Linked DNA regions of Mus musculus: all the other regions are linked to region 3. A link is a contact called in public Hi-C data. All regions are on one chromosome and are shown on one strand. The core of a region is the stretch at or near the end of the contact, and the rest is flanking DNA. Distances in the headings are between cores, read along the strand shown. Region 1 has its middle 93 kb from the start of Fam43a. Region 2 has its middle 15 kb from the start of Gm25375. Region 3 has its middle 17 kb from the start of Gm33502.

Region 1 (3,846 bases), core at 233-2,732, 84 kb after region 3:
CAGTAATACTGAGCAGTATTTTAATGATGAGTTTGTTGGGATTCAGACCCAGGACAAATAGCCAAGGTGCATATTTTACACACCAAGTCTGACCTGGCCACCAGGCTCTCCCAGCATCCCTCAGTCCCTACCTGTTACAGAGCATACCCCACCCTCTTCCCTGAAGCTGCCCCTCCCCCAGAAGCTCTTCCCTATATAATCCAGACATTTTGGTCGCTCTCTCCCTATGTGCCTGTGGTTTCAGTTGTTTTCTCCATAGTTCAGGTCTAACCACTGAGCTTCTCTATCTAGCCCCTTGGAGTGCCCCAGGTCTAGCCTCTCACCCTTTCACACACACACACACACACACACACACACACACACACACACACACTTGTATCTTCTTTTGGAGAAAAGCAGCCTATGCTCTCTCCCTCCCTTGCACACCTTTCCCAGGTCTCCCCCTGCCTCAGCACCAACCATCCTTCTCCCTTCTGAGTTCTACTCATCTCCCAAGTCCCCCCCCCCACACACACACACGCACCTTGCCTTTGCCCTTGTAGAGGCAAGTGGGGGCTACAACAGAAGGGATAAAGCAGCTTGGGTGGTCAGGAGTCCTTGGTCCATGCCTCTTCATGGATTCCACCCCCATAACAGCAGGTAGTATATACTGTATCTCATTGCCATTCTGTAACAATAAGCATCATCTCTGTTCTCAGCTACAGACTCCAACTCCAGCTGATTAAAAACAGACACGCATTAGAAGGCAAGATTCATGCTGGCTGAAAGACCAGAGCACTCAAATCAATGTCTAATCTCTGGGCCTGTATTTTCCATTGTGGCTGCTATAGGATAGTTGGATTCCCTAGTCACTAGCTCTCCTCTCAAGACATGACCGACCGTGCAAACCTAAGGCTTGGATTCTATGTTCTATTTCCTGATAAAAATATAAGTGAGGTAGGTTGCAAGCAGCAGAGTTCCACAGCTCTTAAACAACACTAAAGTCTGTGGTTGTCCTCTAAGGAAAAGGGAGCCCTCTGTAAGAGTGCATGCAGTTTCTTCCCAGCACAGCCCTTCATTATCCAGGGAACTGGAGTCACTTGGGGTCAGCATCACACAAGGGCATTAAGTGCTCTTGGCAAATACAGGGCCCAAAAGGTCCCTGGGGTTTGGTGGAGGAAGGAAGGGTCACAGACAATTTGGCTTTGCATACTTCTGAATTGTTCTAATTTTTGCCACAAACATGTTTTGTTTTTATAATTAAAAAATAACCACTCATAAATCTTATGAATGCTTTCTCTTTTAATAAACTTCAGGGTCTCGAGGAGCTGTCGGGTCCTTGGAGACCATCCAGTCCTGCCCATTGCCTGACAGAGGAGGAAATCTGTCTCCCAGGAGGGTTGACTAGCCCAAGGTCACACATCAGACAGAGCCTTGGGACCCACTTCCCAGGCACGTTCATTTCTACAACTGTGGGACAATGAATCCGTCATTTCTACAACTGTGGGACAGTGAATCTGATTGGACTTGGGCTGTGCTGGCAAATGTAGCCTGTGATTCACTCCCCAAAGGGAAAAGCAATTAGGATTGTAAAAGCAAAAGTGAGCTGGGGCCGTTTTGAATGGGCTTGTTAAAGCTCCAGGATTAACTAAGAAAATGCAAAGAAAACCATGCACGGGCAAAGAAGTCCCTGGGGACAAGAACGGTCTACTGCCTACCTCACGCTCCTAGTCGTTTATGTACGCATTTGGGGAGAGAGACAGAGACAAAGACAGTGGGAGAGACAGAGAGAGGCGAAATGATTGAAAGAAATTAGATGATTTGAAAGGAAGGTGAGGAGGTGTGGGAGGAGGAATGCCCGGCAAACCTACAGCTTTCCTCTTCTCAAGCTCCTGGAAAGACTCCAAACTGCGAGAAGATGGGGGAGCAACGGAAGACACACCCACCGGAAGACACACGGGAAACCATGCCAAGGGACACGTGTTAAACCGTAAGCTGGAAGGCGCCCTCCCATCTAAGCTAGATAAAGGGTTGGATGTGGTTTGTGCCCCAAACGCTTGTGCTCCTGTGGCTTCGCATCCAGTATGACGATGTGATAGCAGAGTGAGAACTGGAGCCTAGGAGAGGTGGCGGTCATTTAAGTCACCGCCTTAGGGATTGGGGCCTTTCTTTTGTTGTTAATCGTTTGAAGCTCATAGATTGGGTCTTACCATATCGCTCAGGGCCTAGAACTGAAAACCCTGCTGTCCCCATATTCTGCGGGCCGGATCTCAGGTGTGTGCCACCGTGCCCAGCTTACAATTCTCCTGAGAATGGGTTGCTACAAGGACAAGCTCAACCCTTGAACGTCCACCATGAAAAAGCAACAAGGAGAAGGGGCCCTTACGCAACAGAGCCAAGCCCTTGAACCACCCAAACTGGAAGCTCAATTACCTTTTCTTTTTTATCGTTTTTTTCCTCTTTCCTTATTTCTCTCTCTCTCTCTCTCTCTCTCTCTCTCTCTCTCTCTCTCTCACTCTGTTTGTTTTGTTTTGTTTTGTTTTGTTTTGTTTTGTTTTGAGACAGGGAGGTTTCTCAGAGATCTACCTACCTCCGCCTCCCAAGTGCTGGGTTTAAGGTGTACACCACCACTGCCTGGCTGCTACTCCTTTTCTTTAAAAAAAAAAAAAAAATCAATATTTTCCTGGACTCGCTTCCAGTCTGGTTTTCCTTACCCACTCCCCGTCTCTGCAGTTACAATTAGCCCTTGGTGACACTTTAAGTGTGTAAACACTGTTCCAGACAGTAAAGACAAGCAGCTAATTGCTTTTGGTTCTCTCCCACGCCTTCCTGCAAAACAGAAGGAAAAAGGAGAACCAAAGTTAGCTGAGGACGCCCTCTCTAAGAGAATCCACCTGCTTTGATTTGTCCTGCACCAGGACTTTTGTGGTCCCAGGAGATAGGACATATGACAGGCTGAAGTATGGCCAAAATATGCTTGAAGCCCAAAATATGCTTGAAGCCCACGTCTCTCAGATCTCTCTGGGACTCCTGAGAAAACTGAAGATGGTCTGAATTATCTTGGGAGTAAATTTTCGAATCAGCCTCCCTACCTAGTCCCTGAAGGTCAAGGCATTGAGACCACTAGACCATGTGCTCTTTCACAGGAGACAGTGGCCTGCCTCCTCCAGTAAGATCCATATACTGAGGAGTCCCTAAAATAGGAAAGAACAGATTATATTCTGGGCAAACAAAAAAACAGGAAAGGCAAATGTCCCTATGACCTCAAAATGTCAGGTACTCCTCCCCCCCCCCACCCCCCCACCCCCACCCCACCCCCCCACCCCCCCACCCCTCCCCACACCAGTTTGTCTCCTTTTCAACCCCCAGCCCTGCTTGCTGTGTTCTCAAGTTGGGTTCATTCCCACATCATGCTGAGAGCTGACTCAGTGAGCAGCAAATGTGGAAGAGGGAGGCAGACCCTCTGTCACTGTCTGTCACTGTCCCCACAGCTCAACAACACAGCGAATATCGTGAGTCTGAACACAAGAGAAGCAGATGTCAGAAGACCAGTGTGGCAGGCTGAACTGGGGACACAGAGAACTAAAGTCAGGTGGCATGTCATACTGGCCATGTCACAGGTGGCGTGCTAACGAGTACTGCAGAGGGGTGTTGGCAGAGGCATGCTGCTCAAGGATTCGATTTAGAGACTGTTCATCCACACCCTGCCACTGAAACCCAAAAGTGAGGCGGTGACCGAGAAGAATGGGATGGGGAGTTGCTCTCAGAGAAGTCCCAGAAACCCTGACAGGGCAATGAGAACCTGGGTGCCTGGACTCTGAGGCCAGGAAAACATCCCACGGAATCACCGATGGTTCCAAGCACTTC
Region 2 (3,716 bases), core at 427-2,926, 98 kb before region 3:
TTATTTTTTTGCACATTGCTTTTCTCAAGATGTGTCCCCCCCCCACCCTCTGTGGCAGGTTAAGTTAAGAAGGCAGCTGCAGGAGGCCTGTGGAGGGAGCTGTCGTCTGTGCAGTGGGGTAGCTGGGAAGCTTGAAGAGGTCACTGGCACTTGGGAGAAGTGTCCTTGTTGAGTCGGCTTCCCTTCATTTTGTTTTTATTACCATCTTTATTGAGGTCTGTTTCACAGATCATAAAACCCAGCTATTTAAAGTGTATAATTCAGTGGTTTTAGTAACTTTGCGGGGTGGCGGACGCCCCCTGCACCACAGAATTTTAGAGCTTCAGGGTGACCCACAGGCACATTTTCCAGTTGCCTGCCCCACCCCCACACCCTTCCCTAGGTGCCCACTTACTGGCTCTTCAATTACAGGACTGTAGGTTACATTCTAAAGGCTGCAGACCTCAGATCACCAGAACAGCAGGAAAATTGCAAGGCCTGGGTTTGTTTCCTAGTAATAGAGTTTGCTATCCCAAAGGCTGAACAGCCAGGGGCTCTGCACCTATTAGGTACACAGGGGCTCTGTACCTATTAAGTACAAAGGGGCTCTGCACCTTTTAGGTATACAGGGGCTCTGCACCTATTAGGGACACAACTTCTACCTGTGTCAGGCAAAGCATTTCTTTCCTTTGTCTCTTGATGGATGCATTCCTGAGTTCCTCCAGCCTCATCTAACTGGATGCAACTGCTGATACTGGCTTTGTGGCACATGCCTTTAATCCCAGCACTCAGGAGGCAGAGAGGCAGGTGGATTTCTGATTTCGAGGTCAGCCTGGTCTACAAAGTGAGTTCCAGGACAGCCAGGGCTACACAGAGAAACCCTGTCTCGAAAAACCAAAAAAAAAAAAAAAAAAAAAAAAAAAAAAAAAAAAAAAAAAGAAAAAAGAAAAAAAGAAAAGAAAAACACTAGCTGTTGGTTCTCTGCCTGGGTTCGGAGCTGCAGAGGGTATGGTGTGACTTTGTTACTTCTGTGATTTCTGCCCAATTTAGTCCTCATTTTCATGTTCAAAATGAGGGAAACATGGCGAAGGTGCGTCTGTAGGTGTGGTTATAGGTATGTAGGTGTGGCTGTAGGTTTGTCTGGGTGGCAGAGCACGTGCTATCGATGTTTGAGGCCCTGGGATCAAGGCCTAGAATACACTGAAAGAGGCATGAGCAGATCACATGCTTAGCCTGTCAGCATTTATGCACTCGGGCAGGAGATGCTGTATATTGGATTCTTCAAGATAATATATTTATAAACACACACACACACACACACACACACACACACACACACACACACACACACACACACTTTCAAATAACACAAGGCCAGTGCAGAAAAACTGCACAAAACTCAGAGTCAGCTCCGAGGCCTCCCATGCGTAGCCCTTGCTACAACCCAGGAGGCAGGCTTCCTGTCTTCCCACCTTATAGTGTTACTTTTGCAGGATTCTGGTGGCAGAGAAGGCATTTTGGAGCCACGGGGTGCCGCCTGGCTCTTACTGACCTGGGCTGCCACTCTGGCGTAACCCGGCTGCTTCTGGGCTTTAGACCCAGCTGTTTAACCTGCTCTCTAATTTCCCTCTGACCACGGGCCAGGCTTGGCCTCTAGGATGGTCCTTCTGTCTGCCACATCATCTGCTGCGTGACGGCAGGGCCAGCCTAGAGCGATTAACAGCGAGAGCCACTCCGGAGCGTCTGGGTAGCAGGTTGTGGCACGTCTCAGGGTAATTGAATTTTGTACAGAAGCTATCTCGTTAATCATAAATTAATGACTCTTCCAACTGAGGCAATTAAGAAGACCTAGGATTAAAAAGAGCCATATATTCATTTCACATCTGTCTAATTACCCTGAAGTTCACGGAGCCTAGGAGAATGGGAAAAATAGGTTCCATTCTTCTCCGTTGTACTCGACAGTTTTCTCTAGGGCTGGCTCCGCCCCAAAGGGGGAATTGGCTTCTGAAAGTGCAAATGCCTCTTTGTGACCTGCTAGGCTAGCATAAAGAGGAAGAGTCCGGACTTGGTGGGGAAAGCTTGGGGACCGGAAATGGAAACAACCTGAGTTGTCTGTCCGGTCCTGAGAGCCAACCTTTTGTTAGCGTCAAGGATCAGAAGCTTGGCGATGGGAGGAAGCTTCTAGGCTTTTCCACGGAGCCTGGAGGGACCATCTGAGCCAACGTGTGAGAACAGTGAAGTGAATAGAATGTCGCAGGCTTCTCGCGCCTCCGGGTACCTTGTCAGGGCGCCTATATACTCTTCCTCACTCTGGGAATTATACATGGTCAGTCACATTTTGAATATGAAAGAAATTTCCTTGACCTAACATACACTACACATAAAATAAGAACAAAGGGAATGAGTATTTTATTTGCACAAAACCTTAATTAAAGCAACTGTCTTAGATTTCCCAGTCATGTCTAAAAATAGTGTGCTACATCAAGGGCCTCTAAGGAAGAGAGGGAGGGGTTTGATAAATCCGAATAGAACGTTTAGATGTTCTCTCCAGAAAATGACAGCAACTTTAGAGACTGGGTAAGACTTGTAAGTCAAACCAAATATACTGGAGGCCCTGTAAAATTTCAATTAAGCAATAAAGGAGAAGAGGTGGTAGGGATGGGGGCTGGGTAGCAGGGAGAGAGAAGGGATGGGGGTGGGGAGGAGAGGAAGAGAGAAGATAAGAAAAAGGAGAAGGGATTTCAAAATAAAAGAGCTTTAAAGCCATTGCTCCACAGCAGGCTTTTGGATGGGGCATCTCTTGACTAACATGTCTGTCCTGTCCCACATGCCTGTCTTGTCCCACATGCCTGTCCTGTACCACATGCCTGTCCTGTCCCACATGCCTGTCCTGTCCCACATGGAAGGAAGGGCTCTTCAGTTTTCTGTATCTCCCAGTCAGGCTGAACTTGCCATCCTAATCGTCATACTGTGGTCTGGGCTTCTCTGTGCCTTTATATGCTGGTCTGTCAGTGTTCACTGCCCCACGACAGAAGGTGGAGGAGTGCATGAGCCCAGCTGTGCCCTTTCCTGTGCTGCCACCAGTATCCAGGAGGTCCAAGCCAATAGTGTGAGCTCTGTTTCACTGGTGACAAGTATCTCCTGCGGGCAGATCTCTGTGAGTTCAAGACCAGCCTGGTCTACAGAGTGAGTTCCAGGATAGCCAGGGCTACACAGAAAAACCCTGTCTCAAAATCCAAAAAAGTAAAAAAAAAAAAAAAAAAAAAATTAAAAAAAATGTTAGCACTGGATTCCTGGAAGGATGATAAGCCATCTGACTTAAGGCTATGAGAGTGTAGGAGGTTTCCCAGAAGAGGTGACAGACAGAGCTCACAGTGGTGAATTACTCGGTTGGCACTGTTCCCAGTACTTTACAACTGTAAACTCACTTCATGTCTCCTCAGTCCCACAAGTGTCCACTTTGGTGGAGGAAGAAACTCCAGGAGATTGTAAAACCTTCCCAAGAGCCACACATCTAGAACAGAGTGGGATGGGGTTTGATCTGGAACACTGAAGTCATAGTACGTGTGCTAGAGGTGTGGTCCCCTGACTGCCGCCGACCCCGCCCATTCTCCTGCCATCTCTGACTCCTGGTTTTCTCATTTGTAGGATGGGTTGGCAGTAAGCAGGCTAAAAGGGCCCTGGCTTTCTATAGTGTGTTACTTTTCATTCAGTTCATTTTTCATTGCTATAACGAA
Region 3 (3,564 bases), core at 87-2,586:
CAATGCTTAATAGAAAACTGAGGGCCTGGAGAAATGGCTCTGTAGTTAAGAGCACTGTCTGTTCTTCCAGAGGACCTGACTCCTACTCTCAGCGCCCACATGGTGGCTCTCAACTGTCAGTAACTCTAGTTCCTTTTGAAATCCGTCTCCCTCTTCTAGCTTCTGAGGATACTGCACACATACAGTATACAATCGTACATGCAGACAAAACACCTGTACACATAAAATAAAAGTAAATAAATCTTTAAAAGCTAATTTAAAAAGAAAGCTAAGCCGGGTGTGATGGCGCACGCCTTTAATCCCAGCACTCGGGAGGCAGAGGCAGGCGGATTTCTGAGTTCGAGGCCAGCCTGGTCTACAAAGTGAGTTCCAGGATAGCCAGGACTATATAAGAGTGAGCGTCTGCAGAACTGGGACCCTCTCGGGGCTCCAGTGACATCATAGATGTGACATAAGTGGTGAAGAAGGCAGAGCTGAGGGTCCTCTCGCCTAGTTGTGCCCACAGACCCAGCGGGAGAGGGAGGGACACACAGAGTCCACATGAAGGTGCACGTGTCAGGATGATGTGGGGAAGCGGCTTCTGTTGTCCCTTCCGCGCTGATTTATCATGGTGCCAGCCATGCTGGGCTCTCTTGAGGGAGAGTGGACTCCACTCTGAGGCTTTGTCTATCGTAGACTTTCTCCAGCTGTGTTCTCTCTTTCTAATACTTCACCTTACCAGCTCCCTGGCTCCGGCTCTGGGCTCCGGGCTCTGTCCTCACACCCCAGCTTCTCTCCTGCTTTCCCTTCACCTTCTTTGTTAGCTAACCTCAGCGTGGTGATACAGAAAACAAAGCCTGACCTGGTTAACAAGAAGCCCCTGCCCACCTTCTCTGGGCTTCCTCTTTCCTGATTGATGCTGTGGATACTGTCTGCCTGGCACCTAGGCTGGTGCTAAGGGACAGAAGTGGTGCCGTGACCACTCATGGCTCCTACCAAACAGAATCACCGAATAAGAGCTCTGTGACCTCGGATAGGCCCCCTGTTTAGATCTCAGTGCTTCTTCCCACACCTGCCTGTGGCAGCCAGGCGTTCTCTACACGGGGATCGCTTGTGGTCAAGCTGGCAAGCGAGGCCTGAATGCCAGAGTGGAAACTGAATCGCGGTGCTGGCTCAAGGATCATCAGTCCCTTGCCACTCCTCCCATATAACTATAAAACACCACTTCCTCAGCTCCGACTTGTTCATTTTCTATTTTTATAGCCATTCCAAAAGCAAACCCTAGACATTTGCATAATAGGCACGCAGTTCACTAGCCAAAGCCTCAAACCACCCCTCAGTCACCAGGGGAAGCAGCTCCTCCCTCAGCAAATCACGAATGTCAGCCCTGCAGGAGAGCCTGGCCCAGCCGGTCACCAGAGGCACAGGCAGTGGGTGAGATAACTCACTGTCTGCCCCAGGGTAGAGTCCTCGGCAGGATCGGCTCACATAAGCTGCCTTGGCAACACGAGACCGCCTAGCAAAGACCTCCCAGTACAGGCCCCTAGACAGGATTCAGACCTCATCCTGCAGGACCCCGTAGCCCTAGGTCTCCCCAAGAGGCCCGTCTGGAGTGGCTGAGGCACTGGGAGTTCTCCAGGCTTGTCTTAAACCCATGTTTGCATAGTTCACACACTGATTTCATTTATATGGCCAGTTATAAATCAATAAAAAGCAATCTTCTATAAAGACGCGTGTATTCACACTTTATACAAGAGCAAGGGAACAGACTGTCCGTACCATTGTGTTGCATGACTGAGCAGGTGGAGACAGGTGGTGACTCTAAAGGCCACCACCACGCTGGGTGGAGAGCCTGCTGAGGGTCTCTGAGATGGCTCAAAGTCCCTCAAAGAGGCCCAGTGATCTTGGGTCATCTGGGGCCACTCTCAGCTTTCATTTCCTTATCTGCAAAGTCAAACGGATGGTCCTGCCACTAATCAAATCAACCAAGCCCACAGGGATAAAAGCCTTTTGTGAAGAGGGAGTCATGAAAATGGAGGGGTGGGGGGAGCGTACAACCGTGGCCACTGTCATCTGGTACCCAAAGGGGACTAGCCGTGCCGTGAAGCTGTCCCCAGTGCCCAGCGGAAGCCTCTTCCTGACTTCTCCTGCTTTTCCTTAGCTGAGCCCCAAGCTGGCACCTGGCAGCCTGCCAGGCTGACCCAGCAGTCCTTTGCCAGTTCATGACCTCAGATGTCCCTTGGAATCTGTTGTACTAAATCTAGTTGGTTCTCGCTCTTCTCTGACAGGAAGGCTGCTTTGCACATGTGCTATGAATGGTGAGGAGGGACCGGAGGGTGGGACTGGCGTTCCTTATAGCTCTGAGCTGTAGCTCTGGCAATAGAGTTCAAGCCTCCTTAGCGACCAGGCTGGGACACACCCAACAGCCTGGGGCTATAGCTTCAGAAATCTCTAAAGGCTTGGGTTGTCTGCTTTGACAGGAATGAAACTCCTTCCCCTGTGGTGCAAGAAGCCCTTTGCAAGAAATCTTGGCTTTCTGCCCCATTCCCACTGCTGACCGATGACCGCTGACCTGCCTACTTAGATGCCTTCCGGGCATAACTAATGAAAGTCAGCTCCTTTGGATAGAGCAGGGCTCTGAGCACCTCCAAGCCCCCAGTCATAGTACAGATGGGAACCAGATGCCTAGGAAGAGAAGTGGCTGACTTGCTTTGTGATTAAATGTGCATTTGGGAGAGTCTTAACAGCCATGCTCCACTTGATCGCCAATCCTCACGGTCACGAACGCCTGGTACCCATGAAAAAAAAAAGAAGAGTTTTTCCAGGTGTAATTAGTTTAAGTCATATGGGATGAGAGTGGCCATAAATCCATTGATTATGCTCCTCATAGGAAGGCAATGGAAAGGCATCAATACACAGAGGGTAATAACCAAGAAAGGCTAAGGAACGATGTTACCAACAGAAGCTGGAAAAGGTAGGGACAAAATATACTTTAGAACCTTCAGAGGGAGCCTGGCCGTACCAACAACTTGATTCCAGGCTTTTGGGTTTCTGGAAGGGTGAAAGAATGCATTGCTGGAGGTGGCTGTTTTGTTCTCTTGACACAGAATCTCACATAGCCTAGGCTGGCCTCAAACTAGCTATGTAGCTAAGGGTGACCTTGAATGTTTGGTCTTCTAGCCTCCATTACCAAGTACTGGGGTTATACCATCCACCATGCCTGGTTTTTGTAGTGCCGGGGACTGGGCCCAGTGCTTTGGCCCAGTTTCTGTTGTTTCAGGTTGCCCAGTTTGTAGTGTTTTGTCAGTGTGCCCTAGGAAGCAATGCCCACGCTAAGGCTCTTTCCGGGGTATCCTAGGGAGGCAGAAAGAGTGACACAGGGAGCTTCCTGGGCCCCTTGCAAAGCCTGAGCTTTCAGTCAATCATCAGAGCAGGCACCGAAGACTCAGTGACTCTGAGGAAGGGTGGTTTTTTTTCTAGCTGTGATTCTGAGTCGGAATACAGACACCCAGAATGAAACCATGAAGCCACTAGTGATGCCCCACAGTGACGTCTCTCCCCTGCCGCAACCCCACTGGTACCACC

The links. A called contact is a pair of places that touch in the nucleus more often than the background predicts.
Region 1: a contact with region 3 is called in a Hi-C map of the N1E-115 cell line, with 7 times the contacts expected there. The contact joins two enhancer-like sites. A contact is called at or near these places in 5 of 484 Hi-C or Micro-C datasets (the N1E-115 cell line, embryonic stem cells, myocytes and 2 more), 3 of 115 datasets of contacts at active chromatin or transcription factors (embryonic stem cells, heart atrium and microglia) and 1 of 9 other capture datasets (embryonic stem cells).
Region 2: a contact with region 3 is called in a Hi-C map of the N1E-115 cell line, with 7 times the contacts expected there. The contact joins two enhancer-like sites. A contact is called at or near these places in 1 of 39 promoter capture datasets (neural stem cells), 5 of 484 Hi-C or Micro-C datasets (the N1E-115 cell line, embryonic stem cells, myocytes and 2 more), 2 of 115 datasets of contacts at active chromatin or transcription factors (embryonic stem cells and pancreatic cancer cells) and 1 of 9 other capture datasets (embryonic stem cells).

The regions. Positions count from the first base shown.
Region 1 is chr16:30,690,332-30,694,177 of GRCm38.p6, reverse strand. No RefSeq gene overlaps it. Among named protein-coding and RNA genes, the nearest start is that of Fam43a, 93 kb to the right of the region's middle. Within about 2 kb of position 1,482, at least 43 of the 459 cell types and tissues checked have an H3K27ac peak or open chromatin away from gene starts, as enhancers often do. A contact at or near this core is called in the N1E-115 cell line, where this site is marked.
Region 2 is chr16:30,872,036-30,875,751 of GRCm38.p6, reverse strand. No RefSeq gene overlaps it. Among named protein-coding and RNA genes, the nearest start is that of Gm25375, 15 kb to the left of the region's middle. RefSeq lists an enhancer at 436-3,090. Within about 2 kb of position 1,676, at least 43 of the 459 cell types and tissues checked have an H3K27ac peak or open chromatin away from gene starts, as enhancers often do. A contact at or near this core is called in the N1E-115 cell line, where this site is marked.
Region 3 is chr16:30,774,158-30,777,721 of GRCm38.p6, reverse strand. No RefSeq gene overlaps it. Among named protein-coding and RNA genes, the nearest start is that of Gm33502, 17 kb to the left of the region's middle. Within about 2 kb of position 1,336, at least 87 of the 459 cell types and tissues checked have an H3K27ac peak or open chromatin away from gene starts, as enhancers often do. A contact at or near this core is called in the N1E-115 cell line, where this site is marked.